Regions from separate parts of the Mus musculus genome. Here region 1 is linked to region 2. Evidence: chromatin contacts called from public HiChIP or PLAC-seq data. All regions are on one chromosome and are shown on one strand. Each heading gives the region's core, a stretch centred on a gene start, on an enhancer-like site or on the middle of the called end of the contact. The rest is flanking DNA. Distances are from core to core; before and after follow the strand shown. Region 1 has its middle 24 kb from the start of Lamc1. Region 2 overlaps Rgl1 (ral guanine nucleotide dissociation stimulator,-like 1).

Region 1 (4,868 bases), core at 36-2,535, 770 kb after region 2:
AGCAACCCTCCATTGTACATTGTTGCAGAAGATAAAAAAGGAAAAGAAATATGATCCTTCCCTTCAAGGAATTCCCTATCTCAGGAGGAAGACAAACAATGAACTCATAAAGGAGTGCAATTTCATAAATGGCCAAGGGAAATACTAGAAGAAAAAAAAGAGGGGGAAAAAATCTCAGTTTGCCTGCTGGCTGGAGATGCAGCTGGCTTAGCATGGCCTGAGAACTAGGTTCAATGGAAGCACGGGGAAGTTACCTGAATTAACTGCTTTACAAAAACATCCAGGGCTTCCATTGACTCTTCTCTCAATGAATAACTTCAACAGCTTTCTCTCCATGCATGCTGCGTAAGGAAAGACGTGGCTTTCCTGTTGAATATTTTATTTATCACAAGGAAGTGATGTCTGAGAGAACTGGCCTGGATCTAAACCACTTACATTTAATTACTGATGTGTGACTTGGGCAAGCTCCTTAGTCACTTAATGAGACTTCTTCGTCTGTAAAATGGGATGGGTGGTAGCATTCTGTGGAGGGACTGAAAACTGCAAGCACTAAAAGTACTTAGAAGTGGCCGCTGCTGAAGTGCCCAGGAGAAGTGCACACCGGCACATGGGTGTGTCTTTCTCTCAACTTCTCTCTGTCTTATCCTTCATGCTCAAGTCTATGCTAAAATCTCCTCACTATAAACTCCACCAGTGCTTCATTTAAAATGAGGAAAAGTGCCTTTGGGGCTGGTACAGGCTCTGTTCTGGAGTTGGAATCCCAACTCACGACTGCCAGGAAGGCTAGTTGCAGGGAGGGAGCCCCAACACTCTGGCCTCTGTGGGTACTTGCATTCACACACACACAGAATATTTAAAAATAAAAAATGTTGAAAATGGTTGGTACAAGCAGCAGAGGAACAGGAGTTAAGAAAGGAAAAATTCCTGTCATGTCTTTAGTGAGCTTGAGGTTGACTTGGCCTGAAGATAAACAGGTCTTGACATCATATCTGTCCGTCACGTCATTGACCTCTCTTTGTCTCTGTCTCTGTCTGTCTGCCTGCCTGCCTCCCTCTGTCTCTGTGTGTGTGTCTCTCTGTGTGCATGTCTGTGTGTCTGTGTGTCCCTCTTCTGTTTGAGACAGGAGGTTCTTGCTATCCAGACTGAGTCTCCTGTCTCAGCTGGGATTCCAGGCCTAATGCACAGCTGTCGTTTCATTAAGGGGTCAAATCAATAAAAGGAGGCTTCTCACGAGCTCCTGTGTATTTGGTGGATACATGTCTCCTATGGCAACAAGCTGAGAGTACCAGAAATAGTTTATTCTCCCTGATAGAGAGATGGAACAGATGCTGCCCACCAGAAGCACTGTACTGTGCTCTCACCAGTTTGCGTTGTCCTGTGGGTCAGAAGGCTTCTGGACTCCAGTGATCGAGATGTAGCAGGACATCCTCTATAAAAGGAGATCTCACTATGCCTGGAAACTGCCTTGAGAAGACAGAACATACTTGGTGGTTAACGTGTGCCTTGAGCAACCTATAAAGCCACTGGTGTTAAAAGCCATGATGAAAGATGGCTGGCAGTGGCTTCCACTGCCGTGACAGTCTCTAGTGTCTGCGTGGCTAATTTAGAATTCTCTAGAGCCTGTGGCAGGCCTAAACGAGAATAATAATCCTATCAAGAACCCAATTTTATCATCACAAAGACATTCTCTCTTCAACAAATACCTATTCTCTTTTTTGATAAATAGCTCTTAATTTGATATCGGATCCTGATAATGACTATTTGACTGTAGACATGCAGAGATTAGTTAGTTGGGTTGCTTATCACCAGCTGGGCAGGATTTTCCTTCTCTCTAATCCGAGATAGTGCCCTGGAGCAGGGAGCGGCCAGCAGCATTCCGTCACTGAGGGATACAGCAATGGAGAGTTTGGTCTGATGTAGGTCCTTAAACCTGAGACCCTCTCATTAGCCACAAACTGGTTCCCCTCCTTCACCCCACATAGCATCATGATATCCATAGGCATGATAAAGTGAGGAAGAAAATCTCTAACCAACTTACAGGTTGTGTTGGACTAGATACCAGCACTGTGTGGCATTAGATGCACCCAGAGTGGCCCTGGAAAACACTCCCCTTCCTGCTGGGGAGAACTTTACTCAGAAGTGTAGTTGCCTGCTTCCTGGGATCCCCTGACAGCCATCAGTGACTTGTGGATGGGACCCAACATTTTGGCTGAATGGTCAGGCACTTGGGGAAACATGAACAGCGAATATTAGCAACCATGTGCAGAAGCTACTGACAATATACGAAATTCTTAGGCTAGATTCAGAATATGAGGATATTTGTATTCCCACCAAAGTCTGTAAGAGAGTTCGGCAGGTAAAAGCACTTGCCACAAGTCTGGTGACCTGAGTTTGATCACGGAGCCCCCACATGTTGTCCTCTGACCTCTATATATGTGCTGTGTCACACAGGATAAACAAACAAACAAATGAATATATGAACCTAGCTTGGGGGTGGGTGGAAACAGATCATTCAGTTCTCTACCCCACCCACTTGTAAAATCAACTGAGCACATGTCTGTTCTTGGCTGTCAGTCAGTTAGTCAAACTCCTTCCTCAGTATGCTAATGGTGCTTCCTGGGAACAAGTAGTTAGCTACAACAATAATAGTGGAGACTGTATATAAGTACAACAAAATGGGGGGCTCCCTTTCAGAGCTATGTATGTTAGCTACTGTTAGATGCCTAGCCCACTTAGCTCATAGATTGGGCTGAAAATATGGTGGCTTGAGCAAACACAACACAGGGATAAAGTGTATCTCTCGCCTATTAAAATACCACCAGGCAAGAGGTGTGGCACATGTCTGTCATCCCAGCTCTAGGGCCTGGCAGCTGGAGCTTACTGTCAGCCTCAGTTATAATATTGCAAGTTTGAGGCTAGCCTAGGCAACATAAAACCTTGTTTCAAAAACATGTATCAGGCTGGGGAGGAAGCTCAGCAGTTAAGAGCACTGATTGCTCTTCTAAAGGTCCTGAGTTCAAATCCCAGCAACCACATGGTGGCTCACAACCACCTGTAATGAGATCTGACCCCTCTTCTGGTGTGCCTGAAGACAGCTACAGTGTACTTATTTATAATAATAAATAAATCTCTGGGCCAGAGCAAGCAGGGACTGAGTGTACAGGGCCAACTGGAGCAAGCGGGGTTGACCAGAGCGAGCAAAATTCAATACCCAACAACCACATGAAGGCTCACAACTATCTGTACAGCTACAGTGTACTCATTTACATAAAATAAATAAATAAATCTTTAAAAAACAAACAAACAAACCATGAATCACTGAATGAATGAGTGAACCCCAGAAGGAAGTGCTAGGTAGTATGGTGCTTTGAGTATCAAGGACCAGGCCTTTTCCTAGTTGTCTGCTGTTTTCAAGATACCATTGTGTAGCTTACTTTTCTCGATGTCATCTTGTAGTTCAAGGTGACTGCTCTGGCTCTCGATCTCAGGCCCCCACTTTAGCCAGCTGACATCCAAAATGGGAAGGGAAATCCAGGAACTTTCATTTAATGTCATAAACTTAAAAATGTTTACTGCCCATAGCCCATTTGCTATAATTTAATTGTGCAGTCAGAATGCAAGGAAGGGCAGCTGAGAAATGTTGTTTTTATTTTGTGATTATTGTATAATCAAGAAAGAATAGATTGAAAATAGCTCTGACCATCAATGCTTGGTCCGCATTGAATGACTCCAGTACTAAGGCTGAAAGGGCTCCTGCTCAGAGGGTGACGGGGGGCATTGTCTACTGTGGTAAGGATAGAGGTAAGTCATAGTCAGAATAACTAGCTTTCTCGTCACCACTTAGCACATTCCTGTCAACAATAGTATCTCAGGGTTTACTGGATGTCCTAACCCGGTTACTCCTCAACCCGATAGCCACACACACAACACTCTGCAGAGAATTTGTTCTATTCAAAAGAACAATGAGCTGATAGTAAGATCTCTTTATCTCCCCTCCTGTAAATGTCCCTCGGTGTAGACTGGCCTTACAGGATAGTGGAGCAGACAATGAAGTGGAGTTGACGAGTGATTTCTCCCATTGCCAGTAAACCTGACCTTAGGGACCAAGGCAGTGAGAGTGGCATTTATGTCTAAACTCAGTGGCTCACAAAACCTTTGCTTTATGCCTCTGTAGCTCTGTGCTCGGCAGTGTGTGCTCTTAGCTGCTGAGCCGTTTCTCCCGCCCTTGTCTTGCTTCTTTTGCAAATCTGTGTGAGCCTTTCTTTTCAGTTCTTATCATTAGATGCCAAGGGCTTGGGTATACCTGGTTCATATTCTGACCACCAGTAACAATACTGCATAATGAATAGAGCCTAAAATGGTAAATCAAGAAACAGCAATAAAAATATAATTTTAGAGAGATGGAACTGACCTGGGTATGGTGACTCACACTTAAAATCCCAGTACTTAGGAGGCTGAGACAGGAGGATCTCCCATCAGTTTGAGGCCACCTTTGGCTACAAAGTTACCAGACCAGCCTAGGCTGCAGAGTGAGACTTTGTATCAAACAAACAAACAAAAAAATGTATCTGAATAGGAAAACTTACAGCTAAAATCGATAGAATGGTATCTATTCCTAGAGCTACATCTGATGTAGACAGGACACCCTGGTGATAAATTCCTGGTGAGTGCAGTTTGCTATATTATTGCAATGCTGTGCATATAGATTTTATATAAATAAAAAGTTAAAATTTCATATTTTGAGGGGGAAAAAGTCAAGGAATTTAGCATTTCATTCAAAACTTAGGGGAAAACGGGGCATCAGGGTGGTTCACCAGGTAAAGGTTACTGCCACCAACATTTGTGAATGGAGTTCAAGTCCTAGGACC
Region 2 (5,395 bases), core at 1,948-4,447:
GGGCACTGCAGCATCTGCAGGAATCTATTCGTGTCTGCTCATTACAGGGTTAGCACATACTGCGATTGGCTCGCAACCTTCTTCCCACGCCACTGAAGACACCAAAAGAAATACCTGAAAGATTCTGTCTGAGGCTCACAAACAAGCCTAACAACCTAACGGTGTGAAAATGGTATTTCCAATGGTTATCTTCTGAACAGGTGAGTCTGCACAATAAATTGCTTCCTCTTTATTACAGGCATAAAAATCCTAACAACCAATTTGGGAACACAGCATTTCACAGACTCTACAGTTGGATTTCGGTGGAGACTGAATCGGGGCCACAAGATTTCAGCGTGAGTAAGAAATGAGGTGGGAAAGAAATATTCCTGTTGAGGTTGGCACACACAGAGACAAGATTACATTTCTGCAGAGAAAGCAAACTAAATGGGATTTGTTTCTCTGAACTCCTCCACCAGCACATATTAGAACCCTCTATCACCTTGTATGGTGACTTAGCACTTGCAAGCCAGCCTTATCTTTTGCAGGAAAATGTCCTGAGGAGTGGGTCTAAGTCTAATGGAGCTGGCCTTTGCAATCTGAGGGGTTCCCCTAAGGGAAAGGAATATGAAATTAAGAGGCTAGCGTCATGGGGAAGAGCTCCAAGTGAAGGGCCACCGAGCTGAGGCGCCACCAGCTCAAGCAGAATCCATCTTTGAACTACCTCAGGGCAGAGACTAAATCGTTCCTATCTGAGTCCCGTCTATGTGAAGACTTGCAGAGTGCTTGCTGCGGGTTACATTACACAGGTATCCGCCCTTAATCCCCTCATTGAAGAAACAAGCAACGGATTGAACTCTGAGATCACACTCAAAGCCAGCTTTAAGCCTACTCACATGGCACAGACTAAATCTTAACTCTTCATTCAGCTGTACTTCAAATGATAGTTTGAATCCAATGCAATCTAAATTCATATTAGATATACTATATAATCATTGTTATCAACTTAGTGTTTTTTTTTAAATCCCAATGATTCTATCCATAGAACAAAGAATAGATGTTTTTAAAAATCACCAAATAAAAAGTCATAGACTAAACACTCTATTTCCTGGTGTGTGTGTGTCCAGTCTTTAAGACAGGCAGCTGGAGCTTCCGTGCACCCTTTACACACTGTGGACATCTGTGGGCTATTATCAGTGAAGTTACCTCCTGTGGAGAAGAGGTCACTGATTCAAAGGGAACTTGTAAGAGAATTTCATTTCCAAATACTGACTGCCAACAATTACCAGGCTCCATCTTTTTTACAGCTATGAAGTACTGAAAAGAGAAATTTCATTAATTCTCCAATTTCTACTTGCACAAATGAACTATTACATAAGAACTGTGATATTTAAAAAAAAAAAAAGACCCACCAAACTTACTATTCCAGGCTTAATATTTTGTCAAGTACTGTCATGCAGAAAATGACACATCTTTACGCCATAGCACAGGACACTGTGGGCAGATCAGTGTGCCATAAAGAATATATGCTTTATGAGTGACCCTAAATATAAACACTGAGCCAATAATTTCTCTGCATGTGCACCCATAAAAACACAGATCCAGTGTTTAGGAGCTTGTGCCCCCAAAGTGTCTCTGTGTTAAAACCCGATGCCCAGGGTGGGGTTAGCGCAGGTGGTGGGGCCTTTACATGGCATTCCACTTGGCCGTCCTCAGTCCCCTCAGGAGGAGAGAGGAGAGGCTCAGCCTCCTTCTCTTCACTCCGTACTCAGAGGCAAGCAGCTTCGCTCCACAGTACACTCCCACCATCGTACAGTGACCTGTGGCCAATCTATCACAGGCTGAAACCTCCAACACTGTGGGTCCCAAATCAACCCTCTCCTGGCATAAGTTGATTCTGTCAGGTCTGTGTCACGGGGACAGAAAGCTGACAAACACTACTCTTGTCAATAGCCTTAACCTGGAATAGAAAGGTCTTTATTCAAAGCCTTTCTGAAGACAGAAATATTTCATAAAATAGTTAAATACCAATTCTTAAGGAACAGACTTTAAAATCTAAGAACAAATTAGGAAAAATATTCCCAATATAATTATAAGCAAAAAATCAAATTTCTTTAATATACAAAGAATTATAATTTGACGACTAATAATTAGATTAAAGTAGTTCAAAGGAAAAGAGTATAGGATGGGAGGAGTTCACACCCAACTAATGGTGTGGCTTCTGAAACACCAAACACTACTCATAAACATGAGAAGTTCGAGTCACGGAACCATTTTTCAATGGACAGATCAGGTAAAGACAGCTCAGGGGAGGAGACAGAACATCGGGAACTGGGGGTGGGGGTGGGGGGCTGTGGTAGGGAGTGCTCAGAACAGCAGTATGGCTGGTGGAACCTTCTGGAGGCGCAGATGGCAGGCTCCTAAATTCCTATATCCTGGTGTAGTTACTCTTCCGTGAAATTACACTTTAGGAATCTCAGAAAGCTTGCCTATGTATAAAGACGACCCTTGTGGTTGGTTCTGTTCTCACAGATTTCTCAAAACAATTTGAAAAACTAAAAAGTGCTTAATTCTTTGCCCATGAAATTATCAACTCCGTAAGTACTAGAAAGGCACTAGAAGAGAAGCTAGAAACCCTACCCACATGTGCTTATTTGGAACTAACAACGGACATTTCCTGTACTTTAAATATGGCAGCCACTGTCATGAGCCTTTTACAAATGCCGAGTCACTGAATGAGCCCACATATCTCCAAGGTGGATCAGTGTGTACAAATAAAATAGGTCACTCGGTCACTCTGACTGATCTCATTGTGTCATGTATGCGCTGTGAATCTATAGAGGCAGGCAGGGCTGTCACTACTGCCGAGCCTGGGGCTGTCTTACAACGTACTTAATAAACTCTTCTGACAAATAAGTCTATAAAGACAATATATACGGTGCACTGTATATTAAGAATGTAAATATACAAAGCTTTTTCATGTATATATGAAATTTATATTTTAAAACCTAAAGTGTTCCTTGAGTAAGACAGCAATTTGAGAAAACTTTAGTATTTCTTTTCATACTTGCCATCATAAAGGAATTTTTAACATTTTCAACATGATTGTGTATTCCTTTAAAATTAAATAAACACACACACACACACACACACACACGCACGGGCAAAATAAGCCTAACAAAAGCACTGGATCCCACTTCCTTCCTTAGGCAGGAAACCTCAGACCACAAGGACCTGAGTGAGAGTCTCAGGATTCTAAAACAATTGTTTGGCTGACAGTTTTCTTTGTCCCAGGACTAAGTCAATATAACAGTATGTTTACAAAGTGCCTAAGTTTTCCTATAAATAAAACAAAGGTAAAGGGGAAACAAAGACTGTCCTACATGAGTCACAGCATACGCTGCTGAGGAGCACAGACATCACTCAGGCACACGGCCATAAGCACTGACTCCGCAGTGATTGTTGACAGCCCCGACTGCCACTGCCAGAGCCTCCACTCATCTGGATCCTACAGATCTAGAACGGAGCTCCATACTTCATATGTGTGAGCACATTCAGTCCCCAGAACAAGGAGAGTCCTAGCTGGATGAGTACTTGTAAAGAAATTAAAAATTAATCTGTATCAAATGTGAAATTAAGAGTAGCAAACAGATATTGAAATTTATAAATAGTTGAATCTATGTTTATAAAACCTACTTTTAATTCTTTTGTTCATTTTTTTTTACAGGTTATTGCTTAGTTTTTCTTTGTTTTTGCTTTTGCTTCTGAGACAAAGCACTGCTATGAGGTCCAAGCTGGCTCAGCTTCTCCAATACCAAGATTAGAAGCATGTGCCACCATATCCAGCCTTTACGAACGTTCTAAGAGGGATTTCTTTACCCTAGAAATAGACCACAGAGTTGACATTCTGTATGCCACTCATTCCAAAGGTTGGCTTTTCCAGTTCATCTCTCCTTCTTCCTCCTTCCCAGACTCCCAAGTGCCCTTGATTCAGAGCCACACCCTTAGGTTCTCCTCGACATCCGCCCTTAGATCGTACCTGTCCAGCAGCAGCTCCAGCACTTCCTTAGTCGAGGCAAAGCCTCTGTATGTCGACAAAAAGATGCTGATGTAGGTAAAGTCATTGTCCCCAAAAGCCGTCAGCAGGTTCTCCACAAGCTTCTCCAGCGTACCAGCTTTGATGGTCCTGATCTTGCAGGTCTCGTACTGACTGACTGTGTGTCCTGGAGGCAGCTGGTCCCCTTCAACCTATGGGACAGATTCATTATTAGCATCAGATGGCATCACTCCCTGATGTAAAACTGAAAACACTGAAATGGTCAGCATTTCAGTCTTCTCTCATGCAGCTGAAAGTCCTGGAAGGCAGTGTGGGCTTCTGTGAACTCAGTGTGGCAGAAGGGAGGCCGTGTAGCAAGTGTGTGGAGGTAGCGTCCCATTCTTTCTGAAGAAAGAAAGATTCTTGCTTTGCAGCAATACAATGGCTTCTCCTTACATCACTGGTGACAGCAAGGGTGATGGCAATACTTTATCAAAGACGTTGTCTGTCACCGAATGGAGTTTAGCAAATTGTCCACTATCTGATGTTCTTTGTACTGTTAAAGGTATGTTTTCAATCTCATTTTTAAAAACGGTGCCTACCATGGTATGCCAGAAGAGTCGATCCATAATAGTTCTGGAAATATGATTGTTCCAAATTTATACACACACACCCACACCCACATATACACATTTACATATACAACATATACATACACACATATTCATATATATTATACACACACAGCATAGGGTTTACGTGAGCCAGATGGTATTATGGTCACAGCCTGAAAAAATTAGCAATGGAAGAAGTCTGTTCTCCATGGTTCCCTATGATCTGACAGCCGTCAGTGCACAGACAGCGATGAGTCTACTTTCATACCTCCAGCAACCAAGGGATCTGGGCGAGAACCACCTGCGCTGCAAAGCCTGAGGCTTATCCCAGGGAGCAACGGAAAGTGTGGCGGGTACACAGCCCTGCTCTCGGGAAATCTGCAAACACCGGAGAATAAGTACGTCTGAGAAAGCTAGCACAGGAAAGCAAACCTAGAGTTATCAGTCGATATCACTATACATTAACACACGTAAACCACAACGTGGAAAGATTGGTGATAAAATGGGAAAGGCTTGAAAATCAAGGCTGAGGGGAGAGAATCAAACTGCAGAAAAATAAGGGTGTGCCTTGCATTCTGAGTAAATCTGCACCCTGCAAATTACATGCAGATGTGGTTTTCCAAGTTGAACTCCTTCATGGATGCTAAGGAAACTGACCTACCAAGAAGAGCTCTGCAATAAATCTGTTTCCAAAGCAAATAATTAGTCTCAATGCTGCATAGATTCTCATTGGTGCAAAAAACTACCAGGCAATTCATCTCACTAT

The links. HiChIP or PLAC-seq counts read pairs in DNA pulled down with a chosen protein or histone mark.
Region 1: a contact with region 2 is called in an H3K27ac HiChIP or PLAC-seq map of extraembryonic endoderm stem cells, with 2.1 times the contacts expected there. The contact joins two enhancer-like sites. A contact is called at or near these places in 2 of 115 datasets of contacts at active chromatin or transcription factors (extraembryonic endoderm stem cells and large pre-B cells) and 1 of 9 other capture datasets (embryonic stem cells).

The regions. Positions count from the first base shown.
Region 1 is chr1:153,354,821-153,359,688 of GRCm38.p6, forward strand. No RefSeq gene overlaps it. Among named protein-coding and RNA genes, the nearest start is that of Lamc1, 24 kb to the left of the region's middle. Within about 2 kb of position 1,286, at least 12 of the 459 cell types and tissues checked have an H3K27ac peak or open chromatin away from gene starts, as enhancers often do. A contact at or near this core is called in extraembryonic endoderm stem cells, where this site is marked.
Region 2 is chr1:152,582,389-152,587,783 of GRCm38.p6, forward strand. Rgl1 (ral guanine nucleotide dissociation stimulator,-like 1) reads right to left here. Exons shown (of 18, transcript NM_016846.4): 3 at 4,019-4,227. Among named protein-coding and RNA genes, the nearest start is that of Rgl1, 40 kb to the right of the region's middle. Within about 2 kb of position 3,198, at least 30 of the 459 cell types and tissues checked have an H3K27ac peak or open chromatin away from gene starts, as enhancers often do. A contact at or near this core is called in extraembryonic endoderm stem cells, where this site is marked.